2 separate regions of the Oryzias latipes genome follow, and region 1 is linked to region 2. Evidence: chromatin contacts called from public Hi-C data. All regions are on one chromosome and are shown on one strand. The core of a region is the stretch at or near the end of the contact, and the rest is flanking DNA. Distances in the headings are between cores, read along the strand shown.

Evidence for each region. A called contact is a pair of places that touch in the nucleus more often than the background predicts.
Region 1: a Hi-C map of embryo shows a contact between it and region 2, with 1.8 times the contacts expected there. The contact joins the promoter of gtf2e2 here to the promoter of LOC101166191 in region 2. A contact is called at or near these places in 2 of 5 Hi-C or Micro-C datasets (embryo and fibroblasts).

Annotation. Positions count from the first base shown.
Region 1 is chr1:11,936,236-11,939,933 of ASM223467v1, reverse strand. It overlaps gtf2e2 (transcription initiation factor IIE subunit beta), which reads right to left and starts at 1,520. Exons shown (of 8, transcript XM_004065721.4): 1 at 1,299-1,520; 2 at 445-609. The coding sequence starts at 604.
Region 2 is chr1:11,651,381-11,655,230 of ASM223467v1, reverse strand. LOC101166191 (multiple PDZ domain protein-like) reads left to right here and starts at 1,852. Exons shown (of 43, transcript XM_023956128.1): 1 at 1,852-2,393; 2 at 3,093-3,158. The coding sequence starts at 3,146. LOC101166443 (adhesion G protein-coupled receptor L3) reads right to left here and starts at 1,344. Exons shown (of 25, transcript XM_023956148.1): 1 at 882-1,344.

The sequences.
Region 1 (3,698 bases), core at 271-2,770, 290 kb before region 2:
AGACCCCCTCCGATCATATTTTGATCTATTGTGAAAGCGTTTCCATTGGTCTTTTACTTAGGAGAAGGTCATTTTTAGCTAAAAATTAAAAAAATCTGGGTCGTTTTTCTAGGACATAGTTTCTGCAGGGTGGCAGTAGTTCATTGGAATTTCACCTGAGTTGCGAGTGGGACCAGCGGCGCTGTAAGGAGCAACCCTACCCCCCCTTCCAGTCATCCATTACTGAGCTCTCTGCATATCCTCTCTCATAAGCTTACAGCCTCTCACACACCCAACCCAACATTGGTGAGCAAACTTAAGGTTTACGCCAGATGGCAGCCCAGGCGAGGAAAACAAAGACGTACATGGATCCATTTGTCTGCAAGTGGGTTTATCAGAATGGAGCGGAGCAGCTTGTGGCACGTCCAGGAGAAGCTCAGTAACCAGATATAAAGCATGACCTACCAGTGCTGTGTTTGGAGCCAGAGGAGCCTTCCTTGTCTAACTTGGGCTTCTTCTTCTTGTGGGATCCAGAGTCTGATGCAGCTGGTCTCTTCTCAACAGCCGGCGTGGAGAGAGCTCTTTTCTTAAACAGCTCCCTCTCGCGAAGCAGAGCTGGATCCATCCAGGCTGGTGGACAAAAGCATGTAAACACAGAAAAGGCTGGATAAAATGCAGTTTTACTAAGCTTCAAACGTTTAAATTAAATATAATTTATGAAATAAATATAATACTGAAACAGTGAGGTGCATCATCTCCATGCATATCTATTATACCTGGTATGTTTACCTGGTTCTTTTCTCAATCTAATCAGTGATGCAGCTGTTTTACTATTTTTTCTTCAAATATTAAGTAGAGCATAAGGATTATTATTAGTAACTAGATTTGATGTTAAAACATTGTCTTGACACGACAGGATTCTGTTCTTCAAAACTACGGTGTTCCATTTGTGCCAAAAATAATTGTGTTCGGTTCTTCTACTGACAATATGGGCCAAAGACATGGAATTACTACATTAACAGTGACCAAAGAAATACACTTAATACAGAAACAGTGGACTAAAAACTCAACTCAAAACATATTTAAACATATATATAACAGAAGTTCGCTGTTTGTCCGATTAGCTTCTTCTTCAGTTTATCGGGAAAAAAAAAACTTCATATAAGCAGCTAAAAGTCATCGAGATGAACCTTTAGAGTCCAGTTTCCCCAAAGAACCGAATCCCGTGACAGCATGACCCACATAACCGCTAATTAATGTTCCCGCATTGTCTAACACCTAATGTGATGCTAATCCTAGTGTTAGCATGTCAACGTTACCTGCTACTGTTGAGTTCTTCTTTCCAGAAAGTGGCGAATAAGTCCCGATAGACTAATTTATAAACTAAAAAGTGAAATAGAAAGACAATTTTAAGCTTAAGTAAACTCAAGCTTACTTTCTAATAAAAAAGTATTATTTTTGTATCCATCATGTAACTGTTTCGTTTAGTGTTCGAGTTGTCGGTTATCGTTATCGTATGTTATTCCTTGGGTGACGTCTTCCGCGTGCAAGCAAAAACCCGCAGCTGTGTAGCTCAACATCGCCACCTACTGGACTGGAGGACAGTCAACTTATTTCAGGCAAGAGAGCTATTTTGGTTAGGGATTCTGAAACTATAGCTAAAATAATGAGTGTTCTGTTTCACAGTTTTTAATTCTTGCCGGAACGTTTAAAAACAATTAAATAGTTTCAGCAAATGTTTCTCCCCCAACATTTTCAGTTTTTAAACTGAAAATTATTGGATATTATTATAACCAACAGTTTGTAATAAGACATTAAAAGTATTATTTCCAACACCTGACTGTAATATGTTCTGTTTTGCATTGTGGTGTGATTGCCATTTCGATTATAAACATAATCTTTACAAGTTTTCTTTGCCAAATTTTGTGCTTTGACCAATAAAGTTTAATCTCATTTCTTGTTAAAAGATGAAACACTTAAGTGAAATGTTAATAAAGTTCCAGGATTTATTTTTGAATAATATTTTTAATTTAAAGCCTTTTTTTTTCTTTTTACTGTAGAGGAGCCTACAGCACGTAGTTACAAAATACATTACGATAGCATACCTTTTGCAGTTCTAAAGGGGTGTAAAGCATTACTATGACATTAAAGTCATTACATACTTAGTAATGAGACGAGAACACATGAACAAAAAAACTCTGCTAAAAATATCTTTATAAACTCATGGTTCATCACTTTTAGCTTAGAAACAATAATTTAACTTTTGATTTCTTGAACAAATGTGTTTATCTTTTTTTTTTTTTTTTTCTTGAAGAAAAAAATGTATCTGATCAGTTATTTTTGACAAAGTGTGGTGATTGGAATCATTATTTAATAGACAGCTCCACTTTTCCTGAGGTAAACAGACCCCTACGGTTCTCCTGTCACTCTGTTATCCATTTAGGTAGATGACTCATAGTTTTATTTTAACAACAAAAAGCTGTGATTCTGCTTCCTGTACTTTCACTTAATGATTATTAAAGCTTATCGCCATTTGTCTTAGAGTGAAATGCTTGACAGTACCTTGTCACTTCCTCTACTTCTGTAGGTCTTACAAAGAACGCTATAAGTAATAATTGATTACGAGTCATAACTTTATAAGTAATAAAGTTATGTAACGCAGTGTAACTCTGACACAGTGACAGTTTGGAGGTAACAAACCCCAAACTGTAAACAGAAATAATACTAAAAATAATTTTACTTTCCCTTTATTATTACTTTATAAGTAATAAAGTCATGTAATGCAGTGTAACTCTGACACAGTGACAGTTTGGAGGTAACAAACCCCAAACTGTAAACAGAAATAATACTAAAAATAATTTTACTTTCCCTTTTTTTTCTCTGACTAGTAATCAATTTTATTAGCGAATAATGAGGGCATATACAAGGAATTTGGCTTCAGTGTCTTATTCTCTCATTTGAAAGGACAAAGCAAACAAGGATAAAGTATAAATAGGCGTAAAAAAGGAAAGAAAAACATGAAGATTACATTTAAACTGGTTTAAAAGTTCTCATGTTTGTGGTTTCATACTCTGTAACTGATTCTCCTTATTTGACCTCAAGTTCCCTTGTTGTTCACCTTTCGGCGTTTCCCTTCAGGGGGTGGCCACGGCGAATTAGCTTTCACTGATTTGCACAGGTGGTTCGGCAGAGATTTTTTTTAACGCCGGATGACCTTCCTGACACAAGCCTGTATTTCATCCGGGCTTGGGACCCGGCACAGGGGGACTTACCGCGTAGGGTTTTACCTAAGGACCCACACTGGATTCAGCTCATCGTGCCCCCTGGGAAATGAACCCTGGTTTTCCACAAACCAGTCCTGCATTCAGCCATCCAGCCGCTTTTTTGACTCTAAGTTCCCTGAATTTCATAAATCCCAAACAATTACCCATCATTCCCTCATTATTTCAGTCTGCAGGCATGGGAATGTGAGCTATATTCTATTTATTCTACAGAAATATGTGTTATTAATGAGGCTGTACATAAAAACACATTGAAGTCTAATTAAGTTTGTTTTAGAAATCACAGGGTTTTCAAAGATGTATATATTTTTTTATCCAGTTCAATCCTAGTTGCAATTACCACAGAGAGAACTCATTCAGCATTTTAAAATCTACTTAAAAACATGCAACTATATGCTACATTTGTTGGTACAGTAATGAATATTTTTCCCATCCTTT
Region 2 (3,850 bases), core at 603-3,102:
TGTGAGGCACTCCATTGTTTAAACATGTGGCCAACAATTAGTGTGAATTTAGACAATCATTAGCCCATTTCCTGCTCGTTTCATCTGATTTGGTACTTCTTTTTCTGCTTCACAAGGTCATCTGCAACCCAAGAAGCTTTTTTTTTTTTAATTTTTTGACTGTAAATAAAAGCCAGGGGCCTTTAATCTTGTATGTGCGTGATTGACGGATCCTAAAAGGTGCACTGTCCTGCTGCTGGATGCTGCTTTTCCCCTCCAGATTCACATGGATTCCTGCATACTCCAATGACAGCCGCAGAAAATAAAAAAATAAAAAAAGAGAAGGAGGGGGGGGGGTAAGAAAATGAAAAGAAAAAAAAAAGAGAGAGCTGATCTGTCATCCATCAAACCAAACCATGTGATTTGTCACTGCAGCCTGCAGCAGATAGACGCTGCAAACACATAAATAAATAAATGAAGAGAATCAAATGTGAGGGGTGCGAGAGCGCGCGCCATGCCAGTCCGATTGCATTGATTGGAGAGGCAATTTGCCTGTTACTTCACCTTATGGCAACATCTCCCATCCGGAGCGACGCCCATGCATGCAGGCGCGCTGGAGCATCTTCCGCGTGAAGCCCATACATCCATGAGGCTGGATTGCAGTGGTCCTTTTTTTTATTATTATTAGTATTATTATTGTTATCCCTTTAGAGAAATATTTCGCAGGCCACATTCCCATGGGCATCAGGCAAAGTCAGCGCCGCCACGCAGCTTTCAGAGCATCTCTGTCACGCAGGCACGCGCTGTGACACGCAGCCAGGAGGATTTTTTTTATTTTTTGTGCGTGTCTGTGGCTGTAAATTACACTGAATAAACAAATGAAATCCAAGCGGGGTCCTTACCGTGTCGCCAGGCGCAAGGGGTACATAGATGCACACATCTAGCGCAGAGGAGTCAGGAATAACCTTTTCCTGCGCGCGTTCATCCAGTCACCGCGGCGCAAAAACGCACCAAAAATAAGAAGAAGAAAAAAAAAGAAAAGAAAAATCTTCCTTCGGTCGATGGTTCTTCAACTCTCGTGAATTCTTTTTTGGCTGCTACAATGACAGACCTTCATGGAAGGGGGATAGAGCTGGGGGGCATGAATAAACCAGCCGCTGCGTGTTTTGGTATCCCGATCACACAGAAGGAGAAGCAGGAGGAGGAGGAGGAAGAGGAGGAATCGCCGCGTCGGTTCGGGCTCGCTCAGCGCGCAGCGAGTGCTTGGAGGAGGACAGAGGCGGATCTTTCTCTCCCTCTCTATTCGTCTGTCTGTCCTCCCTCCCCTTCTTTCCTTCCTGCCTCTGACTGTATGCTTGTCGACTCCTGCCTGTATGTTCTTTATATCAGGCTGTCCTGGGGTGGTGGTGGTGGTGGTGGTGTGTGTGTGTGTGTGTGGGGGGGGGGGGGGGGTGTCCACACGCGCGCGCAAAGAGCCGGGGTCAGAAATGACAAACCAATTTGGAGGCGCCGGTGAACGCTCCGTTGATCAGAGCGAAGCTCCGGCGATGGGATGGGTGGAGGAGGTGGAGGGGATGGGGGTGCACAGGGGGCAATGATTCCTGCCTTTTTTTTTTTTGGGGGGGGGGGGGTGCAGGAAGAGAAAGAGATGGAGTGGAGGGGGGGGAAACGTGGAACTGGACCTCTCCTTTTGTCCAAATGTCTGGACCTATGGCTCCACCTGCCGAGGGAAGGCGCGCAGAGGCGGCGCGCATTTCCAGCATCATAACCAGAACTGCAGCTCCGGTTTTTTGTTGTCCCTCATGACTTATGCATTTGTGCCCCCCCCCCCCCCCCCCTCTTTTTTTTTTTTTTTTTTTTTTTTTTTTTTTGCCCCTAACACCAAACTTTAGTCAACCCACAGTTTGTGACAGCAGTTTCCCAGCAGCAGAAATGACTGGAAGCCGGACCTGCTGCTGCTCCATGATCCCATTAGATTTACAAATATTTTTAAATGAAAGGGCCCCCCGAAATGGTTAAATCAATGAGAGAATGTGTAGAAAATAGGTTTGTCGACATGTGGGTGTGTGTGGTTCTAGAATGGACAGATCCCTCAGCCCCTCAGGGATGAGCACTTTGAAGATCAGAGGGAGGGGAGGTGTGTGGGTTCATGCGCACTGGCACGGTGCGCTCTCAAGCCGCGCGGACATAACGTTTGGAAATAAAGCGGAGAGGTGGAAAAAAGTGCTCGCACGTCCCCTTTCCAGCTGTATTCCCCTAGAAACACTAGAGTGTGTGTGTATATTTATGTGTGTGTGTGGCGTTCCTCACGCTGGTGAAGGCATCATTTCCTCCTGGGGGGACGGAGGCGCGCGGTCTGTGGTGAGGAGAGGAGCGCAGGGACCTGTTGATCATCTAATGGCGCAGCGGTGGAGGTGAGATGAAGCTCCGCACCATCACCTGATCAGATAATGCAATATGTCAGGATTGAAATATCAAAGTATTTGACTGTTAATTAAATTAATCTGAAGCAAAGACAGTAATTTGTCTTTTTTTTTCTCCTTTTCTATTTTTTTAATTATTATTTTTGCCGGCAGCCAGTATTGCTGCGTTATTATGAAACTACAGATTTCATTAGGCTCCTACGAAGGGCGAATAAGCACTTCCTATATCCCTGGTGCCCATCAGTGGCTCCTAATTAAATTTCAGATGAGACGTTATCATTTCCAGGCTGCGTTTTGCAACCCAAGTGGTATATTTGTGTCATGCTTTGAAGCTGTACAGGTCTCTTTCTCTCCCTCAAGTCTGAATGGTCAGGAGGCCGTGCTTTGTCGCATTTAATTACCATCACTGGCTGCTAAAGCCTTTTTCTGCAGAAGACTTAAATCCCACTAAAGAGCATTATAGGTGACAAACAAGGCGCTTGCAAACAAGCATTGCTGCAGGCATCGGAGGAGAAATACCAAAGGCCAGAGAAAACAGATGTAAAATAATTACGAGGAAACTGAAAAGATAGATTTGCACAACCGGGAGGGTTGCAAACTGTTTTTTAAATGAGATTTACTGTACAATTAGTTGTTAATATGTGGAAAAATGTCCCACCAGGAAACTTCTGTTGTTGTTTGTTACTGCAGCAAACCAACCGGCTTGTGTTGCATCTAACTTGAAATCTGGACCAGTTGGAGGAATGGAGGTGATGGGTAAGTTTGCGTGGAAAAAAAAAAAAAAAGGTTCCGCTAACCTTAAACTCTGACACCGGTTGGGATTGTTATGAGAATGAGTGTAACTTCACCCATTGAAAACATCGTTCTTTCAACCACATGCAGTCAATTCAGTCGCCATTTTCCCACGATATGGACGCCGCCACGTTGGGACCAGACGTTATCAGTCAGCTGTGATTAGTCTGAGTCGATCTGAGTCATCGTTTCTAGGGGCAACCACTCTTGCCAATTAGGTGTGAGCTTGTCGGAAGTCCACATCCCTACCACTTGAAAGTGGGTTACGCGGAATCTGTCAATCAATCCTCAACGTCAAAGTGGAAGGGGTTAGGGTTAGGGTAAGAAGCAATCGGATCAATCACTGCTTATCGATGATGTCTGACTCCAACAAGGAGGTGCTTGAATGACAAAAAAAAGCTGTAACAGAACTGACATCATACTCTCTCTTTCCAGGTCTCATATAAAGTCAGTGCGGCATCTGATCGGTCAGTTTTATAATAGGTTGCATTACAGAAAGAAGAAAAAAAAATTAGCAAGAACATGTAAAAAAAAAAAAAAGGGTATCAGAGCAAGAATGTAAATCATACTGACTGAGCAATAGCTGCTTATTTCTTAATAGAAGCATCTATGGGATTTTGGCTTCTTGGAGCCAGCAGGTACTTCCTGCTTGGAAC